Linked DNA regions of Capra hircus: region 2 is linked to region 1. A link is a contact called in public Hi-C data. All regions are on one chromosome and are shown on one strand. The core of a region is the stretch at or near the end of the contact, and the rest is flanking DNA. Distances in the headings are between cores, read along the strand shown.

The links. Hi-C and Micro-C count contacts between places; a contact is called where the count stands out from the background.
Region 2: a contact with region 1 is called in a Hi-C map of blood, with 1.7 times the contacts expected there. The contact joins two enhancer-like sites. A contact is called at or near these places in 2 of 5 Hi-C or Micro-C datasets (both in blood).

Annotation. Positions count from the first base shown.
Region 1 is chr2:9,438,096-9,445,658 of ARS1.2, reverse strand. No RefSeq gene overlaps it. Among named protein-coding and RNA genes, the nearest start is that of ARID1A, 56 kb to the left of the region's middle. Within about 2 kb of position 4,193, at least 5 of the 5 cell types and tissues checked have an H3K27ac peak or open chromatin away from gene starts, as enhancers often do.
Region 2 is chr2:9,493,065-9,499,759 of ARS1.2, reverse strand. It overlaps ARID1A (AT-rich interactive domain-containing protein 1A), which reads right to left and starts at 2,003. Exons shown (of 20, transcript XM_018056498.1): 1 at 782-2,003. The coding sequence starts at 1,930. Within about 2 kb of position 5,244, at least 4 of the 5 cell types and tissues checked have an H3K27ac peak or open chromatin away from gene starts, as enhancers often do.

The DNA of each region.
Region 1 (7,563 bases), core at 2,944-5,443:
TTTAAGTTATATGTTTAATCTCAACTATAATTGATTTTCTTTGGCAGTGGGATAGGTAAAAGTTTTGACTCCAATCTAAATCAAAAGATTTGATTTCCAAAGTTTGAATTCCACTGCAAACTAGATTTTTCTTCTCTACCACTGGTATTCCTTAAAACTCCACATCAGAGAATTCCCTGGTTCAGTGGTTAGGACTCTGTGCTTCCACTGTGGGAGCATGGTTCGATCCTTGGTTGGGGAACTAAGATCCTGCATGCTGCATAGTGAGGGCAAAAAAATAAATAAATAAACTTCATCAAATCTGTGTCGGTAATCATGTGCTTAAATACAAAACTGTTTCATCTTTCCTGAAATAAAAGCTACATTTATGAACACTCAGGCAAAATTAACCAGCACATAATTCGTAAGGCCTTCCTAGCTTTCTTCACAATTTAAAATCTGAAGACCTGGATCTTCTTACACTTGCATTTTTCTTTCCTGCCATTTCTATAATCTCATTTTTCAATATTGAACTATCATTATTCATATTCCCATTAAATCACTGCCCACTCCTGATCTTTTCTATTTAGATGCTTCTTGGCTCTCCAGAACCTGAGAACTGCACATGACCATGGGGGAAATTTTTTGGAAACCTCAAATCAATATAACTAAAGTGATTAAAAAAAATAATAATAATCAACCTAGAAATAACAACGAATTTTTACTGATTTGAGCCTATGGTAGAGAATTTTATCTCCACTTAGACTGCGTCTTAAGAATAGCCCTCCCTAGCTTGTCAACTTTATATCTCACAAAAGACCTAATACAGTGCTTTACACATAGAAAACATTTATTTACTGAACAAACGTTCAGAAAGTTTATCATGCAACATTCAATCAACTTAAAAAACTGCCTTGAAACAATCTGGACTGGTTCTTCAGACCATCATTATGCTTAGAAGACATCAGTCCAATAAATTATTTAGAAATACTTGGAATAGAAGGAAACAGTGATAAAACAGTCATTTAAAAGAAAGTCCCACCAAGTGACTTTCCTGGTGGTGCAATGGACAAGAATCTGCCTGCCAATGCAGGGGACACGTATTCCATCCCCAGTCCAAGAAGATCCCACACACCACAGAGCAACTTAGCTCATGCACCACAACTACTGAGCCCGTGTGCTGCAACTACTGAAGCCCAAGCGCCCAAAGTCTGTGCTCTGAAACAAGAGAAGCCACCACAATGAGAAGCCTGCACACCTCAACAAAGAGTAGCTCCTGCACGCAGCAACTAGAGAAAGCCCCCAGCAAGGAAGACCCAGCATAGGCAATAAATAAAATAAATTAACAAAACAAAACAGATCCATATTTACAATGCTTGGAATGAGAATCTCAAAACATTTGAATCTGAAATAATGAATCTCTTGATATACATAAAATTACGCAAATCTTTTCCTTTAATTCCCACTTAGAGCTTTAAAGTTTGTGATACACAAAAAGTTTAGAGATGCAGTGCCTCAAGATTCTCTATGACGTCTCTTGCAAACCTCTCACCTACTGGAGATAACTTTTAACTGGAGCTGACAGTCCCATCACTTCATGGGAAATAGATGGGGAAACAGTGGAAACAGTGTCAGACTTTATTTTGGGGGGCTCCAAAATCACTGCAGATGGTGACTGCAGCCATGAAATTAAAAGACGCTTGCTCCTTGGAAGAAAAGTTATGACCAACCTAGATAGCATATTCAAAAGCAGAGACATTACTTTGCCGACTAAGGTCCATCTAGTCAAGGCTATGGTTTTTCTAGTGGTCATGTATGGATGTGAGAGTTGGACTGTGAAGAAAGCTGAGCGCCGAAGAATTGATGCTTTTGAACTGTGGTATTGGAGAAGACTCTTGAGGGTCCCTTGGACTGCAAGGAGATCCAACCAGTTCATTCTGAAGATCAGCCCTGGGATTTCTTTGGAAGGAATGATGCTAAAGCTGAAACTCCAATACTTTGGCCACCTCATGCGAAGAGTTGACTCACTGGAAAAGACTCTGATGCTGGGAGGGATGCAGGAGGAGAAGGCGACGACACAGGATGAGATGGCTGGATGGCACCACTGACTCAATGGATGTGAGTCTGAGTGAACTCCGGGAGTTGGTGATGGACAGGGAGGCCTGGCATGCTGCAATTCATGGGCTCGCAAAGAGCTGGACACGACTGAGCAACTGAACTGAACTGAAGCCCAGGGAAGAATTGACTTTAGGGATTAAGGTGTGGAATTTCGGAATAATCATCAACCATACTAACAAAGCACTTTTGTGGTGTCTAACAAGGTAAACACTCTGCCTGAAATACAGGAGACCCAGGTTCAGTCCCTGGGTGCGGAAGATCCCCTGGCGGAGGAAATGAGAACGCACTCCAGTATTCTTGCCTGGAGAATCCCATGAACTAGCGGAGCCTGGTGTGCTACTGTCCACAGCGTTGCAAACAGTCAGATGTGACTGTGCGATTAACACTGACACTAACAAAAAGGAAAAGTTTGTTGTTGTTGTTGTTACTGGGAGACAAATTATATGAAAATGTTTTCAAAACCAAAACCATGATCTCAAATTGGGGAAGGAATACGAGAATTACAACATCTAAGAGAAAATATTACACAGTGCGTTTAAAAACGACTTCACATTGAATAAATAGCCTATACATAACCTCTAAAGTCACCAATTGGCTCTTTTTCTAATTTAGAGGTCGCTACATAGTTGATTTGGGATAAATTGTTTCTATGGTGTTTGCCAACTGGGCTCGGTGGTTTGGCCGGAAGGATTGAGGGTGCCAAGACTGGGACTGGCTTTCCAAGGTTGCTTAAATTGTAGCAAGTCAAGGGTTTCTCTTTCCAAAGCCAGTTACAGTGTTTGCTTTGGGGGACAACTCAAAAGGAGCCTTTTCATACTGTACATGGGAGTCTCCTAGCGAGAATACCGGCGTGGTTTGCCATTCCCTCCTCCACCGGACCACGTTCTGTCAGGTAGTTAGGGAGCATCACCCACTCAATGGATAGGAGTTTGAGAAAACTCCGGAGATAGTTAAGCGACTTGGCAGCCTGATGTGCTACGGGCCGCCGGGTCGCAGAGTCGTACACGACTTAGCGACTGTACAACAACAAGGAGCCTTTAGAGACAAGCTCGTCGGCGCTCTGGACTTTAACTTCCTCATCTGTAAAATGGAGCAGCCATCGCCTCCAGGAGGAATACAAGGTACTACCCAGAGGCCCACCAACGTGAACGCACCCATCCAGTTAGGGCTGGGAGGAGGCGGCGCCGAAAGGAGCGAGAACGGGGTAGTTTGCAGGAAGTGCTTAAGGGTTGGGAGGGGAGATAGAAGGCGGAGGCGGGAATGTGAAAGCTGAGCCCTAGCTGCGGAGTTCTTACCGAAGCTCAGGGGAGGCGGGGCGAAGCTGGGGTGAAGGGGTTAGTCAGTCGATGGGCAAGATGGGCCACCTCCCCCGAAAAGAGAGGGCTGGGTGCGGGGGAAGCTCTGAGGTGGCGGCTGAGGAACGTGGGGGGAGGGGGGAAGCGAACGCGCTCAGGAAAGGGGCGGGAAGCGCGCGCCCACCGCACGCATGCGCGCGCCTAGCTCCTCCAGGTCGCAGGCCTGGGTTTCTGACCGCGCGCCCAGCGCCGACGGTGCGGACGTTACTGGAGGAGGAGCCACACGAGCCTTCCCCGCCGGGAGCTGAAGGTCCTGCAGCGCATTTCTCGAAGTGGCGAGTCGCCACTTGTTTCTTCACTAGGCATTTAGGAAGCAGAGAAAGGGAACACGTTTCTGTCTCTTCTTTTTTCGTTCCCCTCCCCCAAGGAGAGTGGGGAGGGAGGTCCTAGGCGTGTCAGGGAGAGTCCGCTCCGGGTTTTCCCGCCCACTTTAACTCTGTGAGCGCTTCGACCGCGCGGCGCTTCACTCCACCCGGCGCGTCCGAGCCCTCCGCCGGAACTCGTTCCGCCTCCACTACACATATTTCTCCAGGAATGGAAAGTGGGACCTCGGACCTCTTTCCCAGAGCTCCCCAGGCCAGAGAGATGTTCCCAGTCTTTTCAGAGTTCCAACTCCCGACAGCCTCTGGCAGCTAGAATTCTCTGAATCAGGTCGCTCTCAGGGACTACTTGACGTCTCCGTGCGCTCGGTGGTGCGACCGCGCTCAGCTCTTCCTGGAAACTCCCGCCTCGGGGAGCCAGGAGAGCCCGGCCGGGGGGAGGGGAGCGGAGGGGACGCACACGCCCCCTGTCCCGGGGGAGGGCTCCGCACCCCCGCCCTCCTCCCGCGGGGAGGGGAGGGAAGGCAAGGCAAGGCAAGGCTAGGCGCGAGAGGGGGAGGGGAGAGCGCGGGGCACGGAAACGAGGTGGGGGGGCAGCTTCCCGCCCCACCCCCTGCCTGGAGAACAACGGGTTCCCGCTGCTGCCCCCTGCCGCCCACAGCGCCCCGCACCCCGCGCTCCTGCCCGGCCCCGAGAGGGGCGTCGGGGGAGCTGCAGCTGCCGGGGCCGTGGGAACCCGAGCCGACGCTTATAACAACTGACCGGTTTCCTGTCAGAAAACTTCCAGTTACTTTAGAGAAGCCCGTTGGGCCAGCTTGGTCCCAGGCGGAGTTGGCCACATTTCACTACAGCCCGGTGACCTCCCTTCTACTTTAAAACAACGGGGAATAAGCTTCGGGGAAGCAGTCGGTTCATAAAACCAAGAGCAACACCACGTTGCACCGCTCTGACTCAAAGGAAATTAAACAAAATACTGATTGTGGGGAATTTTTAAAGGGCTACTAAACAGAAGGAACTCGGGATTTTTCAAGTGAAAGCTTTTTTCCCCTCTGTATGTACACAAAGATTTAAGTCATGAGAATTTATTACAGCAGTAATCTGCTTGTAAGCGTACATGAGTTTGTGGTTTAAAAAAACCTTAGTGAACTTTTTAAAAGAGAGGCGTTTGTTTCTGAATCCAACAGGAAAAAAACCAATTCGAAAAAGCCTGAAAAAGTTCAATTAGAATAGCAGCCACATTTCAACATTTCCCAGATTTTGCAATATTAAACTGTGAAGGTTTGTGCCAAATTTTAAGGCAAGAATTCTTACTGCCAAATTACAAATTTCTCAAAATGAGGGGTGTTCAACCAAATTGCTGCCAGACCCCATGAACAGGCACTAACAGCACTGCTATAATTACACCTTATTATCTCCCTCGCAGCCTTATTTGATTCACTGCCTGATAAAATCCTATCCCGGGTGTCACTAGCTGGCCTTTTTCTGGGGCTGAACAATCACACTTCACCCATGCCTCAGTTCCTCCAACGCCTCTTTAGCTGTGTAACCCATCGCCTTCTATTCCATTCTTCACAGTACATCTCTTCCAAAAATGCAGCCCAATCAGATAGATTCTTTTCACCCTAGCTTCCCTAGAGACTAAGAAATGAAAAAGATGAAAACAAATTTATCAGAGTTACTCACAAGAAAAATTTCTTCTTTGAAGAAAAGGATTTAGGCCAAGAAACTAAATTTGTTGTTTAACTAGAGCCCCCTACGGGGATTTAGCATAGTGGGTTGAATGCAGTTAAACCAGCTTAATCACTTTCTTTGTTCTGGGCTCTTTGCATTTATTTAATGTTGTATTTTAACATGATTTGACACAACCTAAACTAATCTCTTCTGTTAGTGTAGTCTACACTGTAGACCATACAACATGACCAAACGTAACTTTCTGTGGACCCTTTGACTTTTTGTAGAATTCTGTGCTAAACTGCTATATGACCAAGACTAAAAAGGGGGGTTGGGGGGGAGGGGTGGGCAGGAAGTCGTGTTTTCATTTTTTTAAATCCAGAGATCTTAAAAATCCAAAAAGTCGACCATTGTAAACCATTTAATTCTTTGGTTAGATCTGTAGCTCCACAGCCCTTACTGGGATCTACATTTACTCATTTTTGAAAGTGGGTTGGTTAGTTTGTTTCAACCGGGGGAAAAAAGGAAGAGAGCATGCCAGATCTTCTGCCTGATAGATTATAATTCTTCTAGCCTTTACTCTCTCTTAAATAACAATTCTACCCTGCTTCTCCCCAGCCCCCAGATTGAAGGGCATTCATTCACAAATGTCTCTTGAGCGTCTTTCTGAGTGTCTGCTTCCTTATAAAGCCAAAGCCTCAATACTAAGGCTCAGTGAATTAAGGTCTGTAAAGATGCATACAGAAAACCTAAGTACCTAGGAAGAATAATCTCTTTTCTGTTCTACCTTTAAATTACTTTCCAGGAATAATAATATTTGTCCTTTACTGCTTGTGATATAGGCACTGTTCTCAGCTCTTCATATGAATTAACTCCTCACTGCAGGCCTATGAGAGGTGGGTACAATTGTTGCTATTATTTTACAGATGATAAATTGAGACAAAGAAGTTAAGTAACTGACACAACCCAGGATGGAACCTACAGAACTAGGTTTTAAACCCAGACTGTTTCCATTGTGCTTCTCATCACCCAAGCTGGTTGTCAGTTTAACTGTCCATAAAATGAAGAGTCATCATTCATTAATTCACCATCTTTTGTCTTCAGGATGTCCCCTATATGACCAAGTCTGGGGCTATGCTTTTTCCTCTGGAACTCCAGTAAAGTGAAATCTGTTGAGATCTGCTTAGGAAAAGCATTCCCAAATCAGATTACTCTCTTGGAAGCTAGCCTCAAACTGTCAGCATATGCATTGTAAATGTTAACCAGGACAGACACATCCAACCTCACCAGATTCAGAAAGAAGCAAGATGGTTAAAAGTGATTTGGATTCTCTGATGTTGAAATGGGTAGAAACCAGGAGATGAGGTGGGAAAAGATAAGGTGGTAGAAGCTGAGAGAAAATAAATGTAACATATGTGTTCAGGGAGCGATCAATCTGACAGAGCAAAGAATGAGGATCAAGGTCGTGCCGAAAAGAACTGAATCGTGTGCACGTGTTACAAGAGAACTAGGAAAGGAGCATAAACGAGAAAATCGAGTACATAACAAAGAGGGGTGGTGGGGTGTCAGGTTGGGTTTTTTCAGCAAGTGGGGCTTCAGATGAATTAAATACAATTTTAGGCTGGATTAATAGAAATACAGCATCTGGAACGAGGAGAGAAAGAGCTCCACTTCATTCTATGTTAGACCTCATCTAGGTAACGTGTTCACTTTTAGAGGGATGTAGTAAAGAGAGCAACCAACCAAGAGGGTGAGGAGACTTGAAATCCAGGCTTAGAACCAATACAGTATTGTAAAGCAAAAAAAAAAAAGAGAGAAATCCAAGCTTAGGAGGAAGAGTTAAAGAATTCATAAGTGATGGTAGAGCCATCTTGAAATACCTGAAGAGCTATGTGTGAAAAAAAGAATTGAGACTTGTCCTGGGAGGTTCTAAGATTCTAAAACTGATGATTTAGGAGCTTCAGAGACACACACTGTAGCTCAGAATATGAAAGAAGTCACGCAAATATGAAATAGATTGTCTTAGAATGTAACAAGCTCCACATCCATCACTAGAAGTATTCAAAATATATGTGGAGGCTGGACCACAAAATGTTGAGGTGTGTTTCATCCTTGCTGCC
Region 2 (6,695 bases), core at 3,995-6,494, 53 kb before region 1:
ATGGCCAAGAGCAGGAGATGGGGAGCCAATCAGATCACAGATAGGATGTCAACCTAAGACCAACTGTCTCCTGGCTTTGACAGAAGGATTTTACCTCCATAATTCAAATCCCAAACCAAAGCAATCTGCACTTACTACTCCAATCACTCAGCTGTTTACCAGCACTTCCAGGGAGAAGCCCAGGCCACTGGGCCGACGGAGACTAAGACAGGAGACGACCCGGGCTGCCCAGGGTGAACCGAAGCCGGCCTCTAGCTGCTCCCAAGCAGGCCCCTGCCCTCCCTCGAGGTCCCCCCGAGCCCGAGGGGCCCCCTCCTTGAAAGCACAGATGGGGACCGGCCTAGAGGAAGGTAGGGAGGGCAGAGAGGAGCGGCAGGTGAGCAAAGAACTGTTCACTCAACTCCCGACCTCCGAGGGCTGCCTACACCCCTAACCTGAGCCCCCAACACCCCCTCACCCCGGGCCGGGCCCTTTTCCCGCACACCCGGCTCCGCACCCCTCTGAAGACCCCCCGGAGCTGGAAGGGACCCGGGGAGGAGGAGGAGGGGAGCAGACACCTCAAGGAAAGCCCCACACAAAGGCTGAAGGAGGGAAAGAGAGGAAGGCAGACGGGCAGCCATTTTAAGAGAGAAAGAGCGAGACAATGGCAGCTCCCCAGCAGTGGGGGCCCCAGACTGGGGGTAGCCCACGGCCGTGGCCCGCTCCCCGCCGCCGCCATCCACTCCCAGGACCCCCCCCGCCCCACTCGCCACAGCCCCCCCTACCCCACCAGCCGTGTTACCTGCGGGGTCCGGGCGAGCGGCTGCCCCCCGCCGCCGCTGCTCCCAGGGCTCATGGGCGCGTGGTGGCTCCTTTGTTGGGCCCCTCCCGAGGCGGCCGCGGCCGCCGCCGCCGCCGCAGCAGCAGCAGCCCCCCAGCACTGAGAGGCCATGTCCGCCGGGCCCTTGCCGGCGCCTCCGTCCTGGGGCCCGCCGCCGTAGTCGCCCCCGGGGTAGCCCTGGTAGCCCCGGGCCGAGCTGGGCGACGTGAGCAGTTGGTTGAGGGTGGGGGTGGCGGTGGGCTGGGGGGTTCCCCCTGCGGCCGCTGAGGGGCCGCCTCCCCCCATGGCCCCGAAGCGCTGCTGAGCGAAGGACGAAGACGACGAGGAGGCGGAGGCGCTGGAGGAGGGAGGCGGCTTGGAGCCGGCGGCCGCCGCCGCCGCCGCGCCGGAGCCCGGAGTGCCACCTCTCGGGGAGCTCAGCGCGTAGGCCTGGGGGGGCGGGGGGTAGGCGCTGCGGTTGGGGTAGTAGGAGTTGTACTGGTGGTTGGGGAAGCCGTGGTCGTGCGAGTTCTGCTGGGGCCCCGCGTAGGGCTCCAGGCCCCCGCCGCCGCCGCCGCTCTGCAGCGCTGCCAGGCCAGGGCTTTGTTGTCCGCCATGTTGTTGGTGGAAGACGGCGGCCGCGGCGGCGGCGACGGCAGACGGGCTCCGGCCGTAGGGTTGCCCGAAGCCGTAGGCTGGGGGCGGCAAGGCGGCCGCGGCTGAGTGAGGAGGCGCCCCCACCCCGTCGCTGCTGCCGCCGCCACCGCCGCCGGGCGGCTCCGTGAGGTTATTGTTCAGGGCGGGCCTAGGGCCCGCGTTCCCGTTCGAGTTCTTCAGGTCCGGCTCCGCGCCGGGCCCGCCGGCTCCGCCGCCGCCGCCACCCCCATTGCTCTCGGCCCCGTCCTGCAGCTCCTTTCCCAGTGGCTGCGGCGGCCCCACGGCGGGGCCCTCGCTTTCCTGCCCGGCGGCTGCCTTCATTTCCCCGCGCTCCGCCGCGACCGCCGCCGCCGCCTCGCCCCCCGCCTCCTCCCGCTGCTGCTGCTGCTGCTGCTCCGCTTTCTTCAGCTCCGAGGGCGGCGGCGGCGGGTTGCCCAGGCTGCTGGCGGCGGCGGGGGCGACCTGCGCGGCCATGATCCCCGCTGTCTCGTCCGCGGAGAGACCCGGCCCTGTCTTCGTCTTCTCTCACCCCCCTCCCACCCCACCCCGCCCCGGGGCCGAGTCCCCCCGGGCTTCCCTCCCCACCCGCCCGGGCGGGCCTCGCGGGGCTCCGCGGCTTTTGCGCTGCGCTCGCTCGCTCGCTCGCTCGCTCCTCTCCCCCCCGCCCCGCCGGCTCAGGCTCCGGGCTGGCGGCGGCGGCGGAGGAGGAGGAGGCGGCGGCGGCGGCCGAGGCGCCGGCGGCTCAGCTGCTCCCGGCTCTGTAAGCTCGGGACCCGGCTCTCCCGGCTCATTCCCCCCCAAGCCCTTGCCTGGGAATGAGGGGGGCGGTGGAGGCTCCGCTCCCCAGGGCCTGGCCCCGCTGTGACTCTCCGCTTTCTGCTGCCGGAGAAAGGAGGGAGGGAGGGAGGGGAGGGAGGGAGGCGAGGGGGAGGGGGCGGGGAGGGAGGGAGGGAGGGAGCGGGGGGAGGGGGACCCGGGACGGGCGGGCTGGAGGGCGCGCGGCAGCAGCCCGGGCGCCGGCAGGCAGAGTCGGAGCGTGGGCCGGGCCGGGCGCCCTGCCTCCCCTCCCCGGCCGCGGCGCCGGGCCGAGGCTGCTGCGCGGCGGCGAGCGGGCGAGCGGGCGGGCGGCCGGACTGAGCGGCTAGAGCGCCCCACTCTCCTCCGAGTCCCCCTCACTCCGACACGAGGCTCAGCACTGCCATTTTACCCAGCGCCGTCGCGGCCGCCTGGCAAACCCGGAACGGAGCGCGGAGCGGGGCGCAGGCCGTGGAACGGACTCGCTCCCTTCCCCTCACAAAGGAGGAGGGGAGAGAACCAGCCGCGGCGGCGGCGGCGGCGGCGGCAAGCGCTCTGCCGCTCTCGCTCGGCAGCGCCGCCGCCGAAGGCTTCGGGGAAAACCCGGCCCGGAACTCGCGCCTCTCCGGAGCCTGCGCGCCGCCTCCCTCCTGGCCTCCCTATCCAGGTCGGTCCCCTTCGCGCCGCGGGCGGCGTGAACTTTACTCGCGGCTGCAAAATTGGCCTGAGCCCGAGACCGCGGCCGCCTCGGCCCAGGCCTGACCCCCACCCTGGCAGCGGGCCTGGTCTCTTGGCCGCTACTTAGCATCTCCGCGGCACTTTTCCTTCTTCAAAGCCTTTTGCAGACCTGCTCCAAAGACCCAGCTGAGCTTTACGTTGTATCCTCTTTGCAAGCTGCATGGAATGACAGATCAGTTTCAGACTTTCCGTTTTCCCACTCTCTGCCCTCATTAGCCGGTCCTCACAGGCCCTGGGGGCATGAAGTTCCTGATCCCCATTTTACAGACTCAAAAGATAGCGAAGGGGACCGGCCTATCACTTAGCCTATCACTTATAAGGAGCATGAAGTCCATTATCCCCATTTTACAGAGTTATAAGACAGCATAGGGGACTGGCCTGTCACTTAGCCTATCACTTACAAAGACAGGGGCAGTGGAGGGTGACTTTAAAAAGTAGCAGAGTCCCCAGTGCTGCCCCTGTCTACTTAGCGTTAGAAATAATAGTAATAAAAAAAGTGGTGCCATATACAACAGTGGGATCAGAACATCAGAATGGGTTTGAGATCAAAGCTGGTCATCTCAACTGATATAAAATGGTCACCCCTGAAAACATTTTGGGGACATATGACCGCCTTCTTGGAGGAAGACACAAGCCCCACCTTTGCCCACAATGACCAAGGTCCCCAGTCTCCAAAGACAGTACCTGTAAGACTGTAACAGACCACAGAAGAGACTCCAGGGACTGGTGGAACCTGAGTGTTCAAAGGAACCCCTGCCAAAGAGGGATGACCAAATAGAGGGAACAGTTTTCTCCTTAAAAAGAGAGAAAAGGTGCCGTCTAACACCTCACTCAGAAAACAGATGCAGCCTAAATTTGTTTTTCTATCCTTCATTGTAAGGAATCATTAAAGTTTACTGTTACATTCTAAGAGATGCTGAGTGAACTGGAGGTATACACAGAAAATTCTAGATTCACAGGCTCCACCACATCTCAGCAGCAGCCTTGTCCTCCTCTGACTGACTTAGAATTCTCTGACATGACAGGCTACACAGGCCAGAATCCGGCTTCTCACGAAGCCCAGGGCTGCCTTGAGAGATGCTAGGTCAGCTAGTCATTAGACACCAGGGCTTCATCCCCACTTAAATATTGTAAATAGATGCTTCATGGCCATAGAACCATTACCTTAGAATTTCCAGATTCCGCAGGCCCCTGGAGTTTTTTTGGCTGTGCCACTCACTGGTCACTGAATAATTCCCCAAACCTGAACTCATTCTTAACCCCCAGAAAACCTAATATCATCTTACACTAAAAAGGCACAAACTTCTTAAGACTCTAAGAGTGGTGTTTTCTTCCCCTCAAGCCAAGAACCAAACCAGCCTACCAGAATCTGACTGACTGGAATGGACCAGTGCCCTCCTTTCATTCACAGTCCTCAGGGGCAACAACTCTCCTGGTGCATCAGGTCCTAGAAACCAAATTATAGGCTGCCTCAGAAATGGAGCTTGGCTATTTAATCAACTGCCTCTGAGCTGGCAAACAGTCCTGAGTCCTGCACACAAATGAAGAATTTTTTACATGCAATTACCCTGCCATTTCCCTCAGAGCTGGAGTGTAATGAGAAACCTGGAGCCCAGTGAAAATCTGGAAGCCAGAATGAATTTGCCTCCAGAGGAAGCCCTCATCCCCCTTCTTCAATGGCTGTGAAATTTGGAAAATGCCAAAATCCCTTTCTGACACGTGGGCACGCTGTTTTGAAAACAGCCACCATCTTTATCTAGCAATAAAGTGCACAAAAATCTATCTACTTGGGTTGAAGGAGGTAATTTAGGATTTCCCCTTTCCCACCTTTTTTTTTTTCTTTTTTTAAATTTCAAATCCTTTAGGATCCACTTCCACGGCTACCTCTAGAGCCCACATCACTGTCCCAGGGACAGCCGAGTGGACGGGAACTTTCTTAGAAACTGGCGCATTAGCTTTCCCAAGGGGCAATGGCAGCGGGAAAGGGGGGGAGGAGAGGAGCTGGGCACGTGGCTGGCCCGAGCTCCAAGACCCTGGTTTGGGACTGTGGGTCCTCCAGTTGGTGGAGTTTTCTCCCCCACGGTCCCTGCCTTTTAACCCCACACCCTGGCAGCTCAGGAATCCCGGCGCAGATTGGAGAACTAGGACTAGGACAGCGCTACCCGCACGAAAGCTCCAGTGCCACCAACAGCCTGATGGCAAATATGGACTGAATCGTTGACATGGAAACCGGACTAAAGTCTCGCTGGCTCCCTCACGAGAGAGTTCTTATCGCCGTCCCCAACCGCACGGCACTTGGCAAACGTGGACTGGATCTCCGGCCCGGAGGATAAGGCGGAGTTTTCTGCGCGCAGCATTAACTCCCGCTGCTGCCGCAGCCAGGGAAGGGGGCAGGGCTGCCAGGACAAACCGACTGAAAATGGCAGAGGATGTGCTCTCATTTAATCTGGCTGCACGGTATGCATGGATTGGGCCTGAGAGTAAGGGAGCAACCTATTAAAATCCACGCAGTCAACTGCAAAATGTGGAACCCAGGCCTGGAGGGTTTGCTAAGAGATGGAAGCGTTTGCAAGGTGGACCGCCTTTCCTTTCTGGCTATTTGCTTCCCCTAAGTGTCCGAAATACAAAATTCAATAAACAAAAGATTGGGCCCAGCTCTTTCTTTTCTACATTTTTTTTTTTTTTTTTGGAAGGAAAACGTTTAAGTCCAGGGACCCAAGTGAGGGTTTGTCTAGGTTCTGAACTAAGACGCGGGGAAATCGGATGGAGCGCCGGGTGGTGGCCCTGCACGCGTCTCCGTCGCGGCGAAGCAAGCAGACACCCAGCAGAGCTCTCCCGAGTGAGAACTGGAGCTGAGAGTTTGAGCAAAAGGGCAACTATGTCAGTTGACGGAAGCCAGAAGCAGAGCTCAAAGCCTGGCGTGGATTTCCGTCTGGAGCGGTCTGTTTCTTAAAGTTTGTAACTCCGTGTTCCGAAACAGCCCCAGTGGAGGCTTTGGGAGCAGTGTGAAAGTCTAGCACTACCATCTGACAGCGAGCTGCAAAACTTTGGGCTGCATATTAAGCGAGGAAAGTGGATTGAAGCAAGAGTCAAGGCAATTCATTATATTGCCGGCTTCCAGGCGGGAGCTGTAAGATACGAACTGGATCGCCACCGAGAAAAATGGAACGGAGTCCGAGTGGCGCTCTCAACAGACCCTGGTAAAATTGCCCTTGCCCAGCACCTAGAATTCCAAAGGAGCAAGTCCAGAGGTATCAAGCATGGTGGTGGCTCAACAACTGCTTGTCTCGATCCTTTTGCCATTCATTTTAAACTTTTAAAATAAACAACTTGAAGGAATTTATCTTTCACAATAAGAAAGAACACATTTGGAGAAATGGTAATTTCTGAATGAGTCTTTTTTTTCACCAGAAGAGGAGCCCTGCAAAAAAAAAAAACAAAAAACAAAAAACCTTAAGTATAAGTCAACTTGCTTTTTTTGTACCACTATAAAAAAGAATTAGCCTCACCATCACCTACCCCAAAACTGAAATGTAAAATAAGATAAAATAAAGGTCCAGGCTGATCTGGATTGTGGTAGATTTCAAACAAAGCAAGGACTCAGAGTCAATCTAACATGAGGAGAAAGGCACCAATTCTCTCACACTAATATATTCATTCTCCTTATCCACCTGTCTCATTGGTGAGCTTGCTGACGATTCTTTTG